2 separate regions of the Mus musculus genome follow, and region 1 is linked to region 2. Evidence: chromatin contacts called from public HiChIP or PLAC-seq data. All regions are on one chromosome and are shown on one strand. The core of a region is the stretch at or near the end of the contact, and the rest is flanking DNA. Distances in the headings are between cores, read along the strand shown.

The links. HiChIP or PLAC-seq counts read pairs in DNA pulled down with a chosen protein or histone mark.
Region 1: an H3K4me3 HiChIP or PLAC-seq map of the SCID.adh cell line shows a contact between it and region 2, with 10 read pairs. The contact joins two enhancer-like sites. A contact is called at or near these places in 4 of 39 promoter capture datasets (embryonic stem cells, frontonasal cranial neural crest, liver and 1 more), 9 of 484 Hi-C or Micro-C datasets (3T3-L1-derived adipocytes, the C2C12 cell line, LSK cells and 4 more), 4 of 115 datasets of contacts at active chromatin or transcription factors (the SCID.adh cell line, T-cell acute lymphoblastic leukemia, double positive thymocytes and 1 more) and 1 of 9 other capture datasets (embryonic stem cells).

The regions. Positions count from the first base shown.
Region 1 is chr12:54,338,023-54,345,021 of GRCm38.p6, forward strand. No RefSeq gene overlaps it. Among named protein-coding and RNA genes, the nearest start is that of Gm35895, 9.3 kb to the right of the region's middle. Within about 2 kb of position 5,664, at least 5 of the 459 cell types and tissues checked have an H3K27ac peak or open chromatin away from gene starts, as enhancers often do. A contact at or near this core is called in the SCID.adh cell line, where this site is marked.
Region 2 is chr12:54,218,155-54,224,498 of GRCm38.p6, forward strand. No RefSeq gene overlaps it. Among named protein-coding and RNA genes, the nearest start is that of 1700104L18Rik, 12 kb to the right of the region's middle. Within about 2 kb of position 3,692, at least 16 of the 459 cell types and tissues checked have an H3K27ac peak or open chromatin away from gene starts, as enhancers often do. A contact at or near this core is called in the SCID.adh cell line, where this site is marked.

The DNA.
Region 1 (6,999 bases), core at 4,414-6,913, 120 kb after region 2:
GTTAATATTTTACACCAGGTATAAGAACAGAGATACAATAACATTCTACAAAAAATTCCATATATAGTCTAATATGTGTGTGTGTGTTAAAAATTAAAAAGAAGACAGTGAGCAACCTAGATGCCATTTTTTTTTTTTTGAAAAGGTTCTTCATCCTACTGTTATTTTGATTTTGTCTTAATAGTGGTAGACCCTGGGGCCAGGAGCATGATAAAAGTAGAACTTTCCTGTGAGCAATCGTCACAATCAATAGGGTAAGAACAAGCCGGGATTATACCACACCTGTAGACATTTAACTTAAAGACCTATGTTAGAAAAACCTTCGAGAATCTGGGAAGCAAACCTCAAGTCTCCATCAGTGAAAGTCGGGATGCAGGATGGAAGAAGAAAGTAGGTAGGTAGCTTCAATAAAGCCCTCCTCAAATGGCAGGCCACACTGATGCCCTACATGCCAAGTGAGGACAAAGGGGTGGGGACAGAAGCTGTAATAGTCTAAAATCAAACAAGGCTTGGAGAAATGAAGGCACTGGTGTGCGGTTTCTAAAAAGCTTAGAAAGAGTGTAACTGCTTCCAGATCAAGTCAGTCCGTATCCAGTCTCATCTCCCATGGGTTTCAGGCAGCAGCAACTCACTACAGACCAATGGTACCCATCAGGATTAAGACGTGTGCTCACTAAAAGGGTATGCACATCAGTTCTCTCCCGTCATCAACTCTCCCCTTCTTCAGCGGCTAGGCTGCTGTAGCAAGGAAAGAATCACTCCACTTACATCCCATGTAAAGGCTGGTCATGTCTAAACAGCCCAGAAAGCTGCCACAGAGAGAGTGATGCATCCAGCGGGTCCCTCTCCCCACCCTTTCCGCAGCTTCCAAGTATTGGTCTTTGCATTAGCACAAGCTCCAGACACAACAGACATTAGAACAAAACTAAACAGTCATTCGTGGTTTTTAAAAAGGCTCAGGAGCTATGAATGGGAGCAACTACCCCAGTGAGATTTTTAAAAAGACACCTTCAGTTGGGGCTGGAGGGTGACTTGGTGACCAAGAACACTTGATGCTCTTATAAGGGACCTAGTTTGGTTCCCAGCTCATACTACATATAACTCCAGGTCAAGGGGTTCCAACACCCTCCTCTGTTCTCCATAGACTCTTGTGTGCATGTGCTGTACACAAACATATAAATAAAATTTAAAGACAAAATTTGAATGTAAAAAAAAAATACAAAAATCAGGGAAACAAAGTCAAAACCCAAAGCAAACAAAAATCATTGCAAGTAGCATTCTAACATTCTACGTTATTGTAGTTCTGAGCACCTTTCTTCTATAACTAGAAGGTCTTAGGGACAAAATGCCTCCAAGAATAGTCAGCTGTGAGCTAGCCCAGTGAATATGGAAAGAAAGGGAGATAAAGTAGGATGAATAAAAACTGTCTCTACTTGCAGACACCACAATGGTTGGAGAAGAAAATCTCTAAAAATCCTTTCAGGTTCTGGAAGTGAAGGTCTACAAATAATTATGAGTAAGCTGCCATTTGTAATCTCTCTCTGTCTCTGTCTCTCTCTGTCTCTGTGTGTGTGTGTGTCTGTCTGTCTGTCTGTCTCTCTTTCTCTTTCTCTCTCTCTCTCTCTCTCTCTCTCTCGCTTGCTCGCTCACACACACACAATTAAAAGAATAGCACACTGTACACAGGTAGAAACGAAGCGGTGTGAAGTGCCCAGGGCTTCCAGGTCTCTCAGCCACTGGAGAGGCCTGTTCTGAAACAAGCTACCTCTCCACCCTGACACTAGTAAAGAGGTCAGGAAACCTTGAGTAAGGTTGGAGATATTAATTTCGGGCAGTTAATTACATTCTTTCAGCATCTGCCTCCCTGAAGTTCTCACTGAGAAAATCCTCTAGGAGGATATCCCGATTAGCTATGCATTTCTCCCTGGCATTGACTGGAGAACGAGGTGACTATGGGCTGTGTCACACCACTCGTCGGAATTCACCTCTGGGTGAAATGATCCTCAAATAATTACCAAATGTAGCTCAGGTAGCTGAGTTAGTGAATTACACCGTCTCCTTTGAGATGAGAGACTCCTCAGGAATTGAAATGCGTTGGCTCTTTGTTATTAATAACCTGAACAATGAAAGCACTCGATGTCCTGTTCCACAGCTCTGGGAAGGGATGGGGAAAGCTGAAGAAGGTAATTGATTTCTGGTTCCCATACCTTTTGTTTTCTGCCCTTTTCATTTCAGATGTCAGGATAGAGTATGGCAAGCCGTCAGATCTCCTGTCTTAGTGAGGCACCAACCACAAAGCTCTGAAGTGAGACAAATCCAATGGAAGGGCGTTGAGCAGGTGGCTCCCTGCCTTTCTAGGACCCATCCCACCCCGTTACAGTAAGCACAGCCTGAGCCATTTCTTCATGTCATAGTCAAATTTCCCAAAGCTAAGCATCTCCGCTACTTTCTCTTCCCTTCAGACAAAGAACCATGTGTACTCCTGAGTGGCGCCAGCAGGGAAATCTAGGATGTCTCACCTGGGTGCTCTGCCCCAGATCTCCCAGAATATACAGGAGATAGAAGCCCAGAGGCAAACCTCTGGATGACAAGGTTGATCTTAGACCAAGAGAGATAAAAATGGCTGGAGGGATTTGGAGTTGACAAGTCAAGGCCCAACCTGTCCTGGGGTCGGCAGACTGGTAGATGCCCGTGGGGGTGTTTGACCCTGCTCGTGTTGAACAGGTACACTGGCGTTCCAGGATCTGATTCTCAGGTCTTTGTTTTCTGTTTTCTTTCTTGTTTTAAGGTGGAGTCTCTCTATGTTGCCCAGCTGGCCTGGCACTTGTGATCCACACGCCTCAACCTTCCCAGAATCTGGCATCACAGACGTGTGCCACTCTGCCTGATGGGTTTTTATTTCTCAAGTGTTAGAGGTTTATTTCTTGCACTGTCCTTCAAAATATTTCTAAAGTGTAGCATATGCATTTAGGTAGATAACACCTCCCCATAATCCTAATTCAACAAGCCGTAACTACAGCTAGTGGGGCCTTCCTGCTCCCTGTAGCTCCAGCCAACCCCTTTCACCCACACCCACAGCATCAGTGTCTTACTTTTCTTTGAAGAAATGTTTAAGTGAGTTTGTATAAAAGTACCACCCACCGTCTTTCATTTCCACAAAGGGAAATTTGCTATTGTGCCCTGTCTCTCAATGGTCTTCATTAATTTTGAGATCATTTCACACCAGCATACAATCTTTTACGACGGGTGGCAAGCTATGACTTTAGCACGGTCCTCCGAACAACCATTCTCCATATTGATGATCATTCCAACAATGCCATCATAATTCACTTCATACCTAAGTGATTTCTAGTTATAGACATGTACAAGTAATTTAATAGGATTGGCATCAACATATGAGATAGATCTTATCAATAAAGCCTACAAATCAAGCTGCAGAACCAGTGTTATTTGTAATCCGATAGTTACGCCAAGTTGTCAAGCAGGATATAATATCCCGGGATTGGGTCTCTTCCTTACTGATTATGTAGCCATGAGCCACATGTCTGCTTCTCTGTTAGCATTGACTCTTCACTTTGCTTATGGTCATTTTGCACACAGAGAGGGTCTTTTTTTTTTTAATGTAGCTAAATTTTTAATCTCTTACTTAATGACTGCTGTGATTTGTGTTGTGTGCTGGCTCTTTTTCAGCCATAAATTAGTTTTAAAAGCTTTTGTGGGCTGCAGAGATGGCTCAGCAGTTAAGAGCACTCACTGCTTTCCCAGAGGGCTGAAACCCTCACGACCACCTGAAACTCTAGCTCCAGGAGACTCAATACCCTCTTCTGGCCCCTAAGGACACCCACATATTCATGGCAGATAAACAGATACACAAGCATGTACATAAAAAATGAAAAATACATTTTAAAAACTAAAATTAAATTAAAAAATAAAAGCATACATAATCTCTTTTCATCTCCTTATGGTTTCACATTTTTATGTGTCTGATCTCCCACCTATCCATCTAGAATGTTTGACAAGGTTCAAAGAGAGCAACTTACTCATAAGTACCAGGCAGGTGAAGGGTATAGCATAATAGCAGACGTGTTTCTAGCTCTGCCCTGTGGCTTTCTATCTTTTCCCTCAGACAGTTCGTAACCAGGCTTTACTTAATCATCTGGAGAAAGAGCCTTACTTTCTGCCATCTGAGGGGTATAGTCAAATAGATGAAGCCAGCTCAAGCTTACGAGTACCAGGCCAGAGGACACCATAGTTCATGCTCCTAGATCCCAGTACAGGACCAGACTTGCAAGAGACACAGCCTTTCAGTTAAGCTAAGAAGTTGCTGAACTCAGGCCCTATGCTGTTGGACTGCCTTCAGTCTTAAGTTCCAGGGCCACGACTGAACAGCCTTCAGCAACAGGAAGATGTGTTGTTTGGTACGATCACAGCCTCTAGTGGGAGAGGAGGGCAGACAGGCTGGGGTCCCACCAAGTCTCCACAGACTCAAGCTCTGACCATCATCCTGAGTCTGACTATGCCAAGATAACATTGATCTTTCCAGGTATCCTCTCCAGACCTGATGAGACTCTAAGGAAGAGGAGAAAGCATCTATTTCTGCTCTCCTCAGGAACAAGGGGATATTTCTCACAAGTTTTCCTTTGTCGTGGACCACAACTGATTGACAAGTCCATTCTTGAGCCAATCACTGGCAAGGAAATGAGATCTCTCTCTTAGATCAACAAGGCCACTCAGCACTGGGAGGTTGAGCTGCTCTAAAGGGACATGATTGAAAGAAAGTCGTTACTTAGAGGAAAGGAAAAAAAATGTATTCTACTAGCAATGTGTGATGTCATAGCTAGGGTTTCTACTGCTGTGAAGAGACACCATCACCGCAGCAACCCTTATAAAGGAAAACATTTAATTGGGGCTGGCTTACAGTTCAGAGGTTTAGTTCATTATCATCATGACAGGAAGCATGGCAGCGTGCAGGCAGGCATGGTGCTAGAGAAGGAGCTGAGAGGTCAACCTCTTGATCTGCAGGTAGCAGGTCTTCATGTGACTGTGAGCCACTAAGCCTGGGCTTGAACTTCTGAGACCTCGAAGCCCACTCCCTAGTGACATACTTTCTCCAGCAAAGCCACACCCACTTCAACAAGACCACACCTCCTAATACTGCCACTCCGTATGGTCTTATGGGGCCATTTTTACCAAACCATCAGGCATGGGTACCCAGTTCCTTCTCTCATTCTCTCTCCTGGATGGTTTTCTTTGCTAGATACCATGGGGAAGCATTCCCACCTACAAAGTATTTGAGTGCATTTATTGCAAGCTAATTATTCAATTGGGGGGTGGGGTTTCTGGGGATTGGACCAAAGGCATCGTGGCCACTGAGCCAAATATTAGTAATCATCTTTAACTATCTTCTGTTATAATTGATACTTTTGTACACACTTGTAGAACACAGTGTGACCTTTTCTGTGCATGGATCCAGAGTTTGGAAATCAGATTGGAGCCATTGCCACCTCCATCCTTTCCTACATTTATTGTTTCTCTGTGTTAGGGATAGTCAAAACCTTTTCTACTAGCTACCGTGAAATAATCAGTTAGTTGTTGTTGACCACAGTGATCTCACTGTGCTGAGAACATTAGATGTTATCTCTTCTATGCAACTGCATTTGGTAACCATCCTCTTAACATCTCGCCCTTCCTCCTCCCCTCCTAGACTCTGGTAACCACCACTCTGCTCTCTATTTCTCTAAGAACAGCCGTTTAGCTTCCACATGTAAGTAAGAGTACGTGGCACTTATTTTTTGTATGCCTGGCTTATTTTATTTAAACGTTTCTAACTTTATTTTATATTGTTGCAAATGTCAGGATTTCAGCCTTTTGTCTGACTAGTGTTATGCATCAATGCTATACTCTCCTTATCTGTCTGTCAACTAATGGATGTGGAAATTCAGTCCACATTTTAGGTATTATTTTGGGGGGTTATTGTTGTTGTTTGTTTGTTTGTTTTTCTATTGGGGGGTTGTTGTTGCTGTTTGTTTGTTTGTTTGTTTGTTTGTTTTCAAGACAGGGTTTCTCTGTATAGCCCTGGCTGTCCTGGAACTCAGTCTGTAGACCAGGCTGGCCTCAAACTCAGAAATCCGCCTGCCTCTGCCTCCTAAGTGCTGGGATTAAAGGCGTGTGCCACCACGCCCAGCTTAGCATTATTAATGTTGCTTCTTTCGATAAAGGAGAAACGGCAGTGATGGATTTCATATTCAGAAGTGGGGTGGCTGGCTCGTATTGTAGTTTTACTTTGTGTGTGCATGAGTATGTAATCCAGAGGCCAATGATGTATGTCTTCCTCTACAGCGCTCCAACATAGTTTTGGGGAGACAGGGTTTCTCACTAAACCTGGAGGTCATTGATTCAACAAGATTATCAAGCCAGTGAGCTACAGTGATCCTCCTGTCTCCACCTCCCCCATGCTAGGATTTCAGGTGTGTGCCACTCACCAGACCAGACATTTTATACAGTGACTGGGGATCTGAGCTGAGGTCTTCACACTTGCACAGTAAGTAGTTTCCAACTGAACCATTTTCCCCATCTGGTATTTGTAGTTATTTCTTCTTCTTTTCTTCTTCTTGTTCTTCTTCTTGTTCTTCTTGTTCTTCTTCTTGTTCTTCTTCTTGTTCTTCTTGTTCTTGTTCTTCTTCTTGTTCTTCTTCTTGTTCTTCTCCTTCTCCTTCTTCTTCTTCTTCTCCTCCTCCTCCTCCTCCCCCTCCTCCTCCTTCTTCTTCTTGTTCTTCTTATTGTTCTTCTTCTTGTTCTTCTTGTTCTTGTTCTTCTTCTTCTTCTTCTTGTTCTTGTTCTTCTTGTTCTTCTTCTTCTTCTTCTTCTTCTTTCTCCTTCTCCTTTTCCTTCTTTTCTCCTCCTCCTCTTCCTCCTCCCCCTCCTTCATCTTCTTTGGAGAAGCCTCCATTTTCTTTTTTATAGTGGTTGTACTATTTACATCCCCATCAATAGTGCATA
Region 2 (6,344 bases), core at 2,442-4,941:
GTTTACTAAGGATGGGTGTCAAACCTGGCTTGTAGGAATCCAGCTGGGATACAAGTATGTGTTCTGTCTCTACCTAGTACTACGTGCACCTGTGCACCTGCCAATGGATCCCTCTTTGACCTAGGACTATCTGAGGACAAGGACCACTTTTTTTTTTCCCTCATGGGCCATATTTTGGTGCACAGCTACGAATCCATAAGGCCTTCAGTACACAGGCAAGGTTAATGGCTGATTGTCAGTTGAGATCTAGAAACAGCAAGCACAGACTGGTCTAGTCAAAATTAGGAAAATAGCTATCAGTGGGATCTCAAAGGCAGCGTGTGGCAAGGACCATGGGAATATAATGTATTAGGGACACTGGAAAACTAACACCTAATACCAGATTTAGAGAGAAGTCTGGGAGGATCTGACACTGAGGTAGGAAGGAAAAGGAAGAAGAAAATGGGGGCAGGATAGAGCTGCAGTAAAGGGACTGGGGAGAGGATAGAGAGGGGGTTACATGTACTGAGCACCTTTTCAAGGCCAAAAACAAAGAGTATTATAGATTTGTTTTTTCATTTAATTTCAAAGCAACCTCACAAGGTAAGAAACCATTATCCCCAGGGCTAGGAAAATGGCTCAACAGGTAAGAGCATTAGCTATTATGGGAAAATAAGTTTTGGGTTTTGTTTTTGTTTTTGTTTTTCTGTTTTGTTTTGTTTTTGTTTTTCAAGACAGGATTTCTTTGTGTAGCCTTGGCTGTTCCGGAACTCTTTAGACCAGGCTGGCCTCCAACTCAGATTCAGCTGCCTCTGCCTCCCAAGTGCTGGGATGAAAAGCATGAGCCACCACCAGGCGGAGAGTACTTTTGATGTTGTAAAAAGAAACACATGAACGAAACAAGAATCCTGGCAAGGCAATTTCCGTTTTTAAAGAAGGTTCCACTATGATCCAAACTACCCAAGAGAAGCTGGGCTGCTCCTCATTAGCTGGGTTCCAACCTTCATAATCTACTCAGGATTGGTTAATTCAGAAGCCAGTACAGAATATCGACTCTTCTCATTGATTCTCGGTGGATAACCACACTTTATTGGGGGGAAGAAAAGTTTTTCACAATTCACAAACATGAACGCCTGAGTTCTATTCCCAGCCCCCATGGGAAAAGCTAGGCATACCACACAAAACGGTAATGTCAGCATTTGTGGAGGCTGGAACTTGGAACTACACATAAGGCCAGGCATGGTGGTTGATCTATGGTTAGCCCAATACTTGTGTCGCAGGACCAAAAACAACGTGGAGGAAAAAAAGGATTTATTTCAGCTTACAGTCTATAGTCCATCAGAAAGTCAGGGCCAGAACTCAGGGCAGGAACCTAGAGGCAGGAGCTGATGCAGAGACTGCGAAGGAGTGGTGTTTACTGGCTTGCTTCTCTCAACCAGGAGTGCCTTCCTATGGGGGCAGTGCTTGATGTGTTTATAAAAAGATAAAGGGAGGGGGGATATGTTCTATGGAGGTGTAGTCAGGTATGGGGGAAGAGGGTGCCTCAGTGGGCCCATGCTGTAGCATCCCTTCCCCCTGAGGGACCAGAAGAGTAGAGGCTGGCCATGAGCACGTGGAGAGAGAGTGGGTAAGAGATTGGAGAGAGAACGGGAGCAGGAAGGCAAGAGCAAGAGAGAGAGAGAGGAGGGGGCAAGCAGCCCCTTCTATAGTGAGTCAGGCACACCTGGCTGTTGCCAGGTTAGTGTGGGGCAGAGCACACCTGGAGCACTAACCCCGTCACTATCCTATCCCCAATCCCTTTACTGCAGCTATATCCTGCCCCCATGTTCTACTTCCTTTTCCTTCCTACCTCAGTGTCAGACCCTACTAGACTTCTCCCTAAATCTGGTATTAGATGGTAGTTTCCCAGTGTCCCTAACTGCCAGTGCTGCCAGGTAACTGTGGGGCATCTTAGACAAAAAAAAATAATAATAATAAAAAAATGCTAACCGTACTCCCAGTGGGTTGTGCTCTCTCACATCAAACATTAATCAAGAAAATACCCTGCAGAGTTGCCTACAAGCCAAACTGAGGCATTTTCTCACCTGAGGCTTCTTTTCTCAGAGATCTCTAGTTTGTGTCACGTTGACAAAAAACTAACCAGGACAACTTGGAGGCCTGGACTAAATATTGAGTTTCAGGCTATACAATGAAACTGTAACTCATAAAGAACTAAACAACATCGATAACAACTTTATCTACTGAAATGGGTTGGTCTCAAGAGCTTGTATTGTAATGTTAATATTGACCCCTAAGGCCTGATTGCCCCCAGAGAGACTGCTAGGCCCAAATGACACTATGTGATCTTGCCCCCAAAGTTATTCCAGATTGGTGCATACAAAGGCCTACAGACTATAGCTGGGCAGAATTGAGAAGGAATTTTTGAGTAGAATCAAGAAGTAAAGAGAAGAAAGTGTAGAGAGGAAGAGATGTCCTGGGGTAAGAATGTTAAAGTCATAGCCATGAGGATTGGCCAATTGGAGTTGGGGGCAAACCAGATGGAACATAGTAACTAATAACTCAGGGTTATTGATAAGAAAGTATATTCTAATAGCATAGAGGGTAGACATCTGCCAAGCACTAGTGCTAATTAAAAATATAAAGGTTGTGTGTCTTTTATTCGGGAACTGAACACTCAAAGGTGGGGCAGATTAAATATTTCTATAACAATCTTCTACAATTTAGAGATGAAAGTGAGCCTGCTTCAAACTGCTGCATATATTGCTGCATAATTCATTAGACTCTTAATCTCATGATTTTCTCACCAATGATAGAGAGTTTGTAGACATGGACAAAGGGAAATATTTACAAGTGAGGAGATGGTGTAACAACAGGAACTATAGCAGAAAGCAAGAGTTGGCTTTCTGCTTTTATTTTTAAAAAATTAATAAATTTTTTCACACAACAGCTCTCATTTTATACCCTTCTTACCATGTCTTGTTATTAATAGATGCAGTAAAATCCGTGAAGTAGATCTACAAACCTGCGACTATAGGACATGATCTACCACAAAAGACAAAGCGCATGTAGTTAAGCATTGCCAATGTATAGCTAGGGTAGTTTGGTTGGTTGGTTGGTTTTTTTCCAACACAGGATCTTGCTATGTAGACTTGGCTGCTCTGGAACTCGTTATGTAGACCAGGATGATTTAGAACTCATAACCAGCCACCTGCCTCTGCCTCTTGAGTGCATGCAACCACCATGCCCTGCATAAATCTGATTTTAGAGTGCAATGAAAGCCAGTATAGAAGCAACAGTGCAGGCTGACTTGTGCCCAGTCCTTGGCGATTCTGCCAGCCTTTGCTGGTTCACTGCTAATCACCGTAACTCCAGTTCTGAGTCTGCCACTCAGTTGGTGAGAGCTATTTGAAGTCATTTCCTGTCTCTGGGTCTCAAGGTTCTCACCTCTCTCTGAGGGGGTAAGGGATCTGACAAACTTTGCATTCCCACCACTCCCTCCTGTTTCTGCTAAGGAGAGCTACTTTGATTTAGGTGTTTCATCCAAGACTCACATGGTAGAAGGTTGGCTCTCAGAGTGGCAGTTTTGAGTTAATAGAGGCTTGAGAAAGGAAGGAGTAGTGAAAGATCCTGGGATCGCTTCTCGGCCTTTTGGCTAAGATCAAGTGTGAAAGATCCTGGGGGAAGCTGCCCTTTGAAGTGACTAACGCTGTTCTCAGAGGCCCATTAGAGCCCCAGAGCTTTTCCCTACAACCTCTCTGGCTTCCAGTCTCATCATATACTCTCTTTATATGCACCCTGGCTCTTGTGATTCACCCCTCCGGGAGGCCCTCGCCAGAATCCTAGACGTTTAGCCTCTAAAGTTGTGAGCAAAATAATCTTTCTTTATAAAATCCCCAGCTTCCAGCATTTTGTTCTAGCAATAGAAAATGGACCGAGGCACAAGCGCTGCTAGGATATTGTATGAGAAGAAAGGACAACTGTTCTATCATTATTTCTCTTAAAGTAAGGCGCGCTCGCCCTGCCAATAAAACAGCCCACTATCACCTGGTGCTTCCCTCTGTGGGTCTTTATCAGGATCATCGTCTCTGTCCGTTAAAGCATTAAAGGGCAGGGAAATCTTGAGCACCCAGATGTGGCTGGGGAAATCAAAGGGCGAACAGGAACTGACAGACTCAGCAGGGGAAGAAAGGGTTTTTAATTAGGGGTGAGGAAACACATGCGCGTAGCAAACACACCTTGCAAAAGAACCTCTGAGAAGCAGAGAGCTTCTTGAAGGCTGGGAGGTCTTAAAGTCTCTGAAGGTCTTCCTCTTATAATTTAGGGTTGGTCAAGTTTAAAGAAAGACAAGATGGCTGACTGGCTCACATCTGTTGTGTAACACGTCCTCATCTCACCTTGAACTCGTTGTGTGAGTCCATCAGCAGGGGCCAGCTGGTGGGAGGTGAAAACTTACACAGCTTTTCTTTGTCTCAAGTCTGAGAATGAGGAAGAGGCTGTCATCTTGAAAGTTTACATCTTGATCACCTAGTCTTGGCCCCCTACCTCTCTGCCTATCAAGGAGTCTCTAACTCCAGTCCCCCACCTCACCAGTACAGATGCTGCCATGGAGCATGACCACATGACTCTAATAGCCTAAGAGTCATGCTGTGAACCAAAAGGCTGGCTTCAATTTGATTAAAAATCTAATCCAGCCTCACGATAAACAATTTTATTTAAAATGTTGTTCTTTGTTTTTAAGTTGCCCCATTTTTTTAAAGTTCGCGATAATTTGTACGTATTCTTGGCACTACCAATAATAATAGACAGTGAACCATCTGTGGAATTTCTGCAACGTTTCTGGTAACTTTTGTGGTGCAAGTCCATTTGATGAACTCGGGCAGGTCGCTGAAAGGCATAACGCCCTGGAAAAGGCTAGAAGTTGGTCTTTAATTTCTGTTTTAGACACATTATAAACTTGAAAATTTATTTCCTAGTTGATTCAATCTGCCACCGCTAAATCTTTAGGGAGAATTACAGGAAGGGAGATAAAATCTTGGTAATTTATTCAATTTTATCACTTCCACTGATCCCATAAAAAGACTCCATCTGTCAAATTATCTTTTCCTTAAAAAAACAAAACTTTTCATCACTTTCTTTATACGGGTGTGTTGAAAACGGGGAGTTTAAGTATCTGTGTCATGAAAACTATTGACGTTCCAATAAAATCTGTTCTTTTTGAATTATCTGTTCTGTGCCTCTTTAGAGAGGGAAGCGCCAGCATCTATCATTTGCTTATAATTCGCTCCTGCAGCACAGGATTTATTGCTTTGGGGGAATACATTATGGCATATTTGAGAAGTGTGGAATGAAATATTCTTATGCTAACACATTCTGTGATTGGGATTCCAATCCATAATCAGTACATCTTTCTTTTACAAATTTCTGTCTGGGTTCTCTTGAAGGCACAAGTGGGGAGGATAAAAAAGGAGAGAAACTGCTTGAGTTGCTCTTCAATCCTGTGCCTGTGCCCTTGTTTCTGAAGTCACAGGCCATGTGCAAGCCCACACCCAAGAACCCGAATTTCATTACAAAGCCCTCTCTCCACTGGGTTTTCTGTTTTCTAACTTCTGAGTGTTTGGTTAGCTCTCACACAGTGTGAGGGTTTTCCTTCTCTCTTCAAGAGGTTCCTAGGATTGTGAGATAAAATTCAGGACACCCCAATTAAATGTGAGTTTCAGACAACAGTGAATACCTTTTTAGTAGATGACCCACATGAAATTTACTATATCCTATATTTTTATTTGCTAACTCTGGGATTCTGCTCCTGACATCTCCTTCTCTCAGGGTAAAAATGGAAGTAGCGGAAAATTTCTCCACTTCTACAAATGTGCCGTCTGGAGACACACCCAGACCTGTCTCCTTCATTCCAGTTGCTGGTCACAGAAATGATTCCCTCTTGAGGTCTTGTTCACTTTTCATCTCTGAGTCACTGGATGTCCTGACCTTTGGGTGCAAGGTGCAAAACCACAGACTACAGTTCAGTATGAACAATTTTATAAAGCCTGGCCCTAGATGGATGGACAGATGAATGGATGTGTGGATGGATGGATGGATGTGTGGAAGGAGGGATGGATGGATGGATGGGTGGATGGATGTGTGGAAGGAGGGATGGATGGATGGATGGATGTGTGGAAGGAGGGATGGATAGATGGATGTGTGGAAGGAGGGATGGATGGGTGGATGGATGGATGGATGGATGGATGGATGGATAGATGGATAGATGTGCACAGTAAAGTGAACCTAAAATATATAGGTCCCCCAAGAAAAAAACTCTACCGAACTTTGTAACTTGTATAAGAAAAAGAAAATCTGTAACTGTAGTATTG